2 separate regions of the Mus musculus genome follow, and region 1 is linked to region 2. The links are chromatin contacts, called in public HiChIP or PLAC-seq maps. All regions are on one chromosome and are shown on one strand. The core of a region is the stretch at or near the end of the contact, and the rest is flanking DNA. Distances in the headings are between cores, read along the strand shown. Region 1 has its middle 55 kb from the start of Gm24981. Region 2 has its middle 16 kb from the start of Gm52123.

Region 1 (5,211 bases), core at 1,120-3,619, 520 kb after region 2:
AATTCAAAAGACATCCCCAGAGAAGTCCACTCCTCAGTTCTGACTTCTTTGGACCTCCCAGTTGTATCTTCTGAAGTCTCCCACTGCAGTATTCAGGGTCTTTGTCTTTCTTCCTCCTGGTTCTGCCAGGACTGCTTCCTAGGCCAGACAGGCTCTGCGCTGGCCTGGACCCCTCTGTAGAGCCTCGGGCCACAGGCGTGAACAGTCATCAGCTGATCCTGGGTGAAGTGGTTTTGGAATCCTGTACAGCCCTGCTCCAACTCTCAGCTAGGCAGAGACGAGAGGAGGTGTTTGGGGATTTCTAAGTCCTCAAAGAGACTTCCCGGGCTACATATCCATCAGCCACAAGGATTTCCTCTCAAGGGTCAGCCCAAGGACCTCTGAACTTACCAATGGTTATCATCTAGCTCTGCCCGTGCCCTGCACTCAACTAGGGATTGAGGGTACTCAAGCAGGGAGCCAAGCAGATGGCCCTGGACCTGAGGTTCTGGGCTTCTAGCCAGGGTGGGTGACCTTCATCGTGACTTTCTGTCATCTTCCAGCCCCACCCTTCTTTCTCCTCTTCTTTCTGGTCTCCTTGTTCCCCCGAGTTCTCTTTCCCCTTCTCTCCCTCATGCCAGGCAAGTTTGCAACAGGCTGCTCTTTGCACAGTGAACTCAAAGGGCACTCTTGGCTCTTCTGGTAGCATTATGGCTACGACAGAAGTCCCGTTTCCTGGTCTCTCTTCTTTGCTCCATATCTCCTCACCAATCGTTTGAACTTTTAAACAGTGTCAACTGCTGAGTCCTGGAGAGCACCAGCTTTCCCAGGCTATGGTGTTGAGTGGATATGGCAGGTTTCTTCTCCCATTGTGTGGAAAGCCACGTGAGCACCGCTGTTCCTCCCTTCCACTGCCCAGCCCCATCAACATCATGCTCTCCTCTGGTTGCTCAGACCAGTCAGTGACTTGCTCCGAGTGGGAGACTCAGCATGAAATCTGACCAAAGCCAAGTCTTACTGTTGCCTTCAATTTCATACCCAGCTAGTGCAGCTACTGAGGGTGGGGGTGGGGTATTTTCAAAGCAATACATATCATTAAAAGAAAGAAGAGGAAATTTGGCTTTGTGGTTTTCTTGGGAAACACAATACAGTGCTGTCATCCTTTGGTATCCACAGAAACTGATCCCTGGACACCCAAACACCCAAATCTGTTGATGCTGAAATTCCTCTATAAAATGGTGTAGCATCTGTGCATCACCTCTGTGCAACCTTCATGTAGAGTAACGCATCTCCAGATTATTTCTAACACCTACCAACACAATGGAAATGTTATGCAAGTAGCTATGGTCCCATGCTCTTTAGGCAAAGATGACAAGGTAAAAAAAAAATCTGTATGTGTTGAGCATATATACAGATTTTTTTTAATAGTCCCAATCTTCTGCTGGCTGGATATGAGGATGTGGAACCTATGAATTCAATGCACCAGTCATATGTGTCAAGCTCATTGTCCTGATAAATAAATTAAAAAAATACAAGCATGTTGAATATGAAACATAGGCTAACTTTGCAAAAGGAGAACTGAGGCAAGAATCAGTTCTTCTTGGGCAAAATTCTTAGTATTGTTCCACTAGAAAGATTCATTCCCCTTCAGCAAGAGGGAAAGATATTCCAACTACAGAGACCAAGGCATAGATAGCTCTCTGTTGCCATCCAGTGGGGCAGAGCTGTAAGTTAGCAAGATTCTTGGCTGAGCCGATCCAGTGCATAGAATCCCAATTTGCATAAAATCATGCTATCTCCTCCAAAGAATGAGTAAAGCTTCCAGAATGCACCACCTCCAGCCCTCCCACCTCCCTCATTAGCTGCTTTTGTTTGTCTTTGAGATAAAGGGATCTTGGCTGGCCTCTCCTTGTTGACTGAAAAATTCAGTGCTCAAAAAGAACAGCTTTTGTGGTACTTGGGCCAAACCTACAGTTCCCTAATTGGTTTAAAAGATGGGAAAACAGGGTGTGGAGAGAATAAATGTGAACCAGAGAAACAGAGAGAGAGTACACAGTGCTGGCGGGTAAGTGCCAAGTGGTAAATAAGTCCTTTTTATAGACTCATTTGGCCTCGGCTCTGCAAAGGCTTCCGTAATTGAGGGAGGAAGCAGACTTAAGGGCAGTCTTGAGTGACAGTCAATTCTTTCTAAGATCTGTGGCTGATTTGTAAAGAGATAACAGGGGCTCTCCTGTGTCCTTGAAGTCTAAGGGTTAGTTAACAGGAGGAAGCATTTAGATCCAATTATCCTGGAATTTTCCTTAAGAACACACTGGGCTTTCATTCAATGGGCTCGTGTCTGGGTTTCTTGCTCTGATCAACCCAAACAAGGCCAGTGGTCAGGTTGGTCACCAGTGGTCAGATGTCAATGACACAGACCACATGGCACTGTGGTGAGTCTAGGACACACTACAGGCAGCTTCAGACTGTGAAGCCCTGATGGGCTGATTGTATGGGAGTCCACAGGCATCCAGGTCAAGTATCTCTAAAACTGAGGTTTGCCTGCCCCGGAAAGTTAAATGGACTATCAGATGTCTCAGATGTCAAAACTGAACATATCAGAATGCCAATAAGCTAACCTGTGCTGTCTGGACATCTTGCAAACTCTGTCCTCTGTACAGCCCCTCGGGTAACACAGCATGTGTGTGTTCCTTCTGCGTGAACTGGCTGCTCTCTGACTCAGAAGAAAAGCCACAGCAAAACCTGGGAAGAGAAGCCACCCTCCACAAGCAAACAGACGCCCCCTCTCTCAGCACAAGCCCGAGTCCATTTGCAACAATCAGGAAAGCTATGACAAGAGTGGAGATTGCATTACATCTGCAACCACAATCGTATATATTACACATCTTGGGTGCTTTCTTATTTCACTTATCACTTAGTGATAAAGATGACTAACAGATATTAAAGTTATTAGTTTGTAATTCATCTTCATTGTTTTTTAACTCAACTTTTTCTCTTTTGGGCTCTGCATCAGTGTATTTGAGGAGTATCCAGAGATTGCATGATGAGCTATTTATTTTAAATCATTACCATTTGCAAATGCTTATCTGTAGAAATCAGAATGTGCTCAGTTCTCTTCTGCTAGGGCAAAACATAAAACTGGGTGAGGTGGTGCACTCGTCTAATCCCGGGGCTTGGGAGGGGAGGATCAGGGGTTGGAAGTCATCCTCCACTCCAAAGCAGGTTCAAGGCCAGCCTAGGTTACACAGGTCCCTGTTTCAAAAACTGAAAGACGGTCCTACACTAATAAATCCAGAATAAATATCATATATTTATCATATATAATGATAGTGATGTCATATATAAGATATTGATATTGTATCATCTATATATGATATTATATATATGGTTACTATTATCATATCATGGTATTTATAGTATATATAATATATCACATACTATGTGATATATTACATATTGTATTATATATATCATATATATGATATATATGATATAATATACATGTATATATAATATTATAACCATAAATGTTTAACACTGGATTTTAAAAAACATAATAGTGGTCTTCTATTGACTAAAAAGGCAAATGAGCATAATTTTTGTAGGTTATCATGGACTAAAATATGTCTCTCCAAAGCTTGAGCTCTCAGTAACTCATAACCTAATTACATTGAGTGAGAAAAGGTGGGCTAAAATTGAAAAAAGGCTGGAGGAACCTGGTCCCACTTGAGTGGTATCCTTCTTAAAAAAACCATGAGGACACAGACATGATGGCCACATGAAGACCAGGAAGGGAAGGTGACCACCTACAAGCCAAATCCTAAGGCCGCCAAAGAAAACAGCCCCGCTGGCAGCAGCCTGGTATCAGACTCACAGCCTCCAGAACACACGAACACAAACATCATCAGTGGAAGACGCCCAGCGTGTGGTGTTTGGTTATTACATCCTGAGAAACTGAATCCAGAGTCCAGATCAGTTAGATCTGAAATTTCCCACCGTACCACATCCTGCCTTCCCAGCCTTAGCTTTCTGTTGTATTTTGATTTTAGTAGCTTATCAAGATATTAATTCACACAGCACAAAATTTGCTTGCTGTGGGCGTATAGTTTAATGATTTCAGTATATCTGCAGAGCATTGTACAATCCTGACCACAATACCACCTAATCTTGAAGTGGACACTTAAGGCCTCCAGGCCTCAGCTTGTCGTCTATGAAATGGGGCTGATACCTTCCACGTGCATTTGTTTAGATGGTTGAAGGATGTAGCAGAAGTCACATGTGTCTGTGTCTTTCTTTCTTTATCATTCTTCGGGCTCGGAGTCCTTTGAGGCTAATGCTAAGTCTCAAATCTTTAATGAATGTAATGATTGGCTCTCCAGTCAAGGCTCCAGTCTTTGCAAAACTTGACATACACACCCACCCCTGCACCACCCCCACCCCATGGCCCCTTCCTTCCTACTTTCTGCTCCATTCCTGAGGTTTCAGCTTCGGCTTTGGATCCCCACCTGACGTTTTTCCTACGTAGCAGATGGCTGGCATGATCCAGCTTCCTAGCATGCTTGTCCTATGTAATCCCCACCCTCTTGAATGTGCTGGCTGCACCTAGTGACTCCCTTCTAATACATGGAATCCAGGAGAAGTGACCAGATGCCATTGCTGAGATTAGGTGACAGGAGACCAGTGGCTTTCCTGCTCACTTATTCGCTCTGAGGGAAGCCAGCTGCCACATTAGGTCCTGTCCTCAAGAGAGCCAAGCAGCAAGGCTTCTCAACAGCAGCAGCTTGGGTGAGCTTGGTCACAGGAACCTCCCCAGTGGACCACAGACATACACCTCAATTGGAGCCAGCTTGAGACTCAAGCCAGAGGCCACAGTTAAGCTATCTGTGGACTGTTGAGTCCTAGACTGTGAGTCACGGGCTGCTGAGTAGAGATTTGTTACACAGCAATAGATAACCTGCACCTACCCCACAGTCTAGAATAAAAAGAACTGAAGCCAGACTGGCCAGTCCTTGCACAGTTCAGAGCCCAGCACCTTGTCAATGGTCGAGAAACTCCCCAAACCTAGCCTGTGAGAATTTCCTACCATTTTTGTCTCCTTAGAAGGGCTTACTACCTTCCAGACCCTGGAATTCAGTTCAGGCTACATCATGACCTCAGCTCTTTGAAGGCCCAGATGAGTCACGATTCTGGGGATGACCCCAATTTTGCACAGCATTACCATAAAGGCAGTGT
Region 2 (5,508 bases), core at 1,217-3,716:
TGCTGATTCATCTCCTGCCAATGGGAGGAAGCAAGCTTACTTTTTTTTTTCTCCCCCAGCTTAGGGAAGTGAGAGCCTTTTAAGGATAGATCTCTCGGGGGGGGGGGGGGGGGGAGAGTGACTCAGACAAGGGAGGTAGGAACTCATCACTCAGTGGCCTTTCCATTCAGAAGGCCATGGAGCCAGACTTCTGCTACAAAGATGGAAAGCTATAAATTTAAAAAGATTAAAAAGATTTAAAAAAACAAAACAAAACAAAAAAAGGTCAGTTGGGATGCAGCTCAGTTGTAGAGAGCCTCTCGCTTCGCCTAGCTTGATTCAGGCCCAGGGTTCAGTCTCTAATACTGAAAGAAACAGCAATGAACAGAGAGAGAAAGGGAAAAGAAAAATAAAATCTGTGTTTTTCCATGTATGCCAAGTTACCTTAAACTAGTTAAAATAATATGAGTAGGAAAATGAGGGCCCATTATAATATTTTGCTAATGCCTGAAAATTTTCACAATATTTTAAAAACCTGGATTTTATTTATTTATTTATTTATTTTTAAACCAATGCCCTATTGGTACCTTAATTATAAAAATCTCATGAGTACTTTGTTATGCTAAAGATTAATAGTATGTGCCTAAAATTATTTTGAAAATCAAACTGTACATTAAACAAGATTTTCAATGAATTTAGTTTGAGGCTTTTACATTTTATTTTTTCATGCTAGGGACTGAACTCAGGGTCTCATACACAATAGACAAGGTTTTACTACTGGGAGACACCACCATTGTTCTTATTTTAATCTTTTTGTCACATTAATATTTAGTTATTCAGTATATATATACTTTATATATATTTATAATATATATTTTGACATAAATATATATTTATAATTTAAATTGTGTGTATATCTGCCGGTATATGTGCACATGCGTGTACGTGTGCGTGTGCGTGTGCGTGTGTGTGTGTGTGTGTGTGTGTGTGTGTGTGTGTGTGTGTATGCATACACATATATGCATGCACCCACTGTGGAGGTCAGAGGATGACTTACAGAAGTCAGTCCTCTCCTTCTGCCAGGTGGGTCCCAGGCTCTAGTCAGCTTGTCAGGTTTGGCATTGGTGTCCTGACTCCCTGGGTCACCCTTGTGGACTTCTTGTTTTATCTTATCTTTCATTTCTTAGATGTTGCCGCGTAACTCGGGCTGCCTTTGAACTTGCTGACACTATGTAGCCCAGGCTGCTCTCACACCCTCTATCCTTCTGCCACCTCACCTCCTAGGTGCTGAGAGTGCCAGTGTGTATAACCACAGGCTTCTGTCTTGCCACCGCAAGGCTGGAATGGAGGAGGGCTTTCAAAAGGTAAATGAAGCAGAAGGAGTTAATTTACATGGGAGGAAAGGTTTGAATAGCAAAGCAGAAGCTCTGAAATGCTCAGTTACGGTGACAAACAAGTTACGGTTGACAAACAAAGGGCCCGGTGAGATAGCTCAGTAGGTAAAGGTGCTTTGCTGCTGTGCCTCATGACTTGAGGTCAATCCCGGGTAATCACATAGTGGATGGAAAGAATGGGTCCTCTTCAAGATCTTTGGAAATGTTCATTTCAGCCTTTGTAGGCAAAGTTTTATATTCTACACACAATTCAAGGTTCCTTTCTGGGAATTATAGAGGCTCGTTTCACATACATACTAACAGAAATTTGGGGGAAAATATTGCCTAAAAGCCTCACCTCCTTTAATATTTGTTTTCTCCCCACCCCCACCCCCACTTTAAGATGGGGGCTTTATGTAGCACAGGCTGGCCTCAGGATCACTATTTAGTTGAAGCTGGACATGAACTTCTGATCTTCCTGCTTCAACATCCTGTGTGCTGGGGGTTACAGGCATGTGTAGTCGCTCCCAGCTGGCATAGTTACATGTTTTTGAGGGTTTTTTTTTTGCTTCCCCTGTCATTGCTGGTATTCTGGGATTTCTCCTCCAGAAAGGCTTTTGTGACTCATGTCATTTTACTTCACACTGTTCCTGTGAAATCATGCAGCTAAAATAAATACCGAAGCTGGGAATGGTGGTGCATGCTGACAGTCGCAGCAGTCCGGAGGGAGAAGGAGCAGATCAGAAGTTCAAGGTCATTTTTAGCTCCATTGTAAGTTTGAGACCAGCCTGGGATACATGAGACCCTATTGACAAAACCCAAAAATAGAGGCTGGAGAGGTTGCTGGAGAGGTAAAGACACTGGGCACTGGGCCTGACTACCTGGAGTCAGTGTTGGTTTGATGCTTCAATCCTTGAGTTCACTCCTGCAGCAACAAAAATCTCAGTGGGACCCTCCAGTAGGCTGGCCAAGTCTGTCTGGGCTCTCATGGCATTATATTCCATGGCCACAGTGTTCAGGCCCTGGGCTTCCTCTTGATTCTCGGGTTGGTACAAGATCATAGGAGGACTGTCTGTGTAGTTAATGGACCCAGGGCCCTTAGGCTCAGGGCAGTGGCATCATCTCTGTGAGTAAAGACACAGTCATGTCCTTGGCTCTTCCCCAAATGTCCTTCTATTCACTCCCTCCAGAAGGAACCAAGGATAAACGATGCTCTTTCCAGAGAATTCTCTAATTTTTCTCAGTCTGAATGGTAATTCTCTGAGGAGATTAGGCCAGAGGTCTTGGAGAGAGAGAGAGAGAGAGAGAGAGAGAGAGAGAGAGAGAGAGAGCATGAGAGCCTTTACACCCTTGCATGGAGGGGGAGGGGCAGCCCAGAGCTTGAATTCTAGCCTGGCTCACATTCTGGCCTGAACCCTTTCTCGCTGACACCCTGGTGCAGGACGTGCTGGACACACCGTAGACATTTACTGGCCAGTTGTGAAGAAAGCAGCATGTTTTCCCATGTGGCCTTGGACAGCCCAGCTGACCTTGCCAGGCTTCTATTTCCTTTGCTGTGGAAAGAAGGAACGAAAGACCGGGCCTGCGCAGGCTCTATTTTTCCTCTCAGCTTGAGCATTCTTTGGTTTGAGAAGGAACTTTCTAAATTTAACTGTTATCACTTCTATGTCAGCGTGTTCTGGATAGGGATAAATTCCAAGAGAACAGCCTTATAAATTTGTCTTTCCCAGAGAAATAAGACTTTTGTTTTCTCAGGGTAGCATTTAAGAGGCCAGAGCTGGGGAGGGAAGTCACCGAGTCATAGAGATTGCTCATTGCCTAGAATTAGTCTACACTTGATTGCCTGTCACAGCCTCAGGTACCTGTGACATTAGGAATATCTTGGTGAGGAGGACAGAAAAAAAAAAAAAAAAAAAAAAAAGCACTGGAAAAAAACCAACCCAAAATAAAACCTGGGGCTGCTGACGTGGTTGAGCAGGTAAAGGCACACGCTGCCAAGTCTGATGACCAGAGGTCAAAACCTAAGAGGACCTACATGGTAAAAGGAGTGACCTGACTCTTGCAAGCTGTCTTCTGGCCTCTACGCACATGCTGGGACATTCAAGTCCATACAGAATTTTGATCACTTGGGGGCATAAAAGGCAAAACTTCAACCCCAAAGGAAATCTGTGGTGATAGGCACTTTTCCGTCTCTGATACGTCTGATTGTTCTTTGCAGTGCCAGGGTTCCTGGTAACTGCTTGTTTACCTCTGCCTTCCAGGAGAATACCATGATCACGTTTTTACAGGAGGAGGGTGTTCTCAGTAGGGGTGGGGCTGGGGCAAAATTAAAATATCAAAGTAGTAAGATTGTTCTCATGCCCAGAAAGTGTATGCTGCTCATGACCGCTAAGAAAGGTCTAGGCATCCCGGTGGTGGTGGCGCACGCCTTTAATCCCAGCACTTGGGAGGCAGAGGCAGGCGGATTTCTGAGTTTGAGGCCAGCCTGGTCTACAGAGTGAGTTCCAGGACAGCCAGGGCTATACAGAGAAACCCAGTCTTGGGGGGGGGGGGGGGGGAAGAAAGGTCCAGGCAGCCAGGAGTGAACTTTAGGCACCTGGGAGTCCTGGTTTAAGCAGATTCTCTTTCCTGCTGACACACAAGTAGAACCAATTTTAAGATACTCGGTACTTACAAATACATAGATATTGCACCGGGAACAAGGACAGATGATAAGGAGATAATTATATATTTATTATATCTTTTTAATCTGCCTTTTCTTTTCTGAGATAGAGACGGATGCAGTATGGTGGTGTATGATTTTAATTAATCCCAGTGTTTGGGAGGCAAAAGCAGGTAGATCTCTATGAACTGGACAGGTTGGTCTGCATAGGGAGTTCCAGGCCAACCAGATCTGTATAGGGAGACTTTGTCTCAAAAAATAAATTAAAAAAATAAAACTTTTGAAAATACTATTGTGGTGTGCTTGCAAGATGGCTCAGTGGGTAGAGGTGTGTGCTGCCAGGCCCGAACATCTGAGTTCTGTGTGGGAAGACCCACAAGGTGCCAGAAGTGAACAGACCCTTGCAAGTTGTCCTCTGGTCCCCCTACACGGCCACACACACACACACACACACACACCAAGCCAATGCAAAAGTAAAAGTTACCAAAAGAAGAAAGTGTGTTATAGCTTAGGCAGCACAGTAGCAGTTGGTCTGTTTTGATATGGACAAGCTTGTTTGCATATTTGACTTCTAATCTTACTTTAGGAGGTCTGAAAATGGCTATTTCTAAAAGTTTGTGTGTTCTTTTTAGATTTTTAGTAGCTGTAGTAGTTTGACCAGTAGTGTTAGTTGAACATGACGTGGAACACCTGTGATTCCCAGCGCTTTCCAGACAGAGGCAGGAAGATTGCCCATGAGCCAAGGACAGTCGGCTTTACTTGGTGAGTTCCTGGCCAGCCAGGCCTACATAGTGGGACCTTGTCCCCCTGTCCCTCAAGGGACACAGTGAGAGGTGAATAGAAAAATCTCAGGATTCAAAAGATAAAAATCAGGGTTGGAGGTGTAGCTCAGTGGGTGGCATGCTTCCCTAGGGTGCTGGAAGCCCTGGGTTCCTTCCCCAGCACAGCATAAACTGGGTATGGTAGCATACAAAGGCTCAAGATGAGGGCCGGGTGGTGGTGGCGCATGCCTTTAATCCCAGCACTTGGGAGGCAGAGGCAGGCGGATTTCTGAGTTCGAGGCTAGCCTGGTCTACAAAGTGAGTTCCAGGACAGCCAGGGCTATACAGAGAAACCCTGTCTTGAAAAACCAAACCAAACCAAAAAAAAAAAAAAAAAAAAGGCTCATTGACTCGATAGCTACCCTAGGATACAGGAGACCCAGCTCAAACCAAAAAACAAACAAACAAAAATGGCTAGTGAGATATTGCAGTGGGTAAAGATGCTGGCTGCCAAGCCTGAAAATCCAAGTTTTATCTCCAGAACCTACTTGGCTGAAAAAATAAAATTGATTCCCACAAGTCGTCCTCTGACCTCCACACTTGTGCTGTGGCAGCACACACACATACACACACACACACACACACACACACACACACACACACACACACACACACAATACCTCATGTTAAAAATTAAGTAAAGCTAAGGGTAGCTTTTCAAACATAGGCCCTT

What was found. HiChIP or PLAC-seq counts read pairs in DNA pulled down with a chosen protein or histone mark.
Region 1: a contact with region 2 is called in an HNF4G HiChIP or PLAC-seq map of pancreatic cancer cells. The contact joins two enhancer-like sites. A contact is called at or near these places in 1 of 484 Hi-C or Micro-C datasets (cortical neurons) and 2 of 115 datasets of contacts at active chromatin or transcription factors (embryonic basal ganglia and pancreatic cancer cells).

What each region holds. Positions count from the first base shown.
Region 1 is chr14:67,619,287-67,624,497 of GRCm38.p6, forward strand. No RefSeq gene overlaps it. Among named protein-coding and RNA genes, the nearest start is that of Gm24981, 55 kb to the left of the region's middle. Within about 2 kb of position 2,370, at least 28 of the 459 cell types and tissues checked have an H3K27ac peak or open chromatin away from gene starts, as enhancers often do. A contact at or near this core is called in pancreatic cancer cells, where this site is marked.
Region 2 is chr14:67,098,370-67,103,877 of GRCm38.p6, forward strand. No RefSeq gene overlaps it. Among named protein-coding and RNA genes, the nearest start is that of Gm52123, 16 kb to the left of the region's middle. Within about 2 kb of position 2,467, at least 69 of the 459 cell types and tissues checked have an H3K27ac peak or open chromatin away from gene starts, as enhancers often do. A contact at or near this core is called in pancreatic cancer cells, where this site is marked.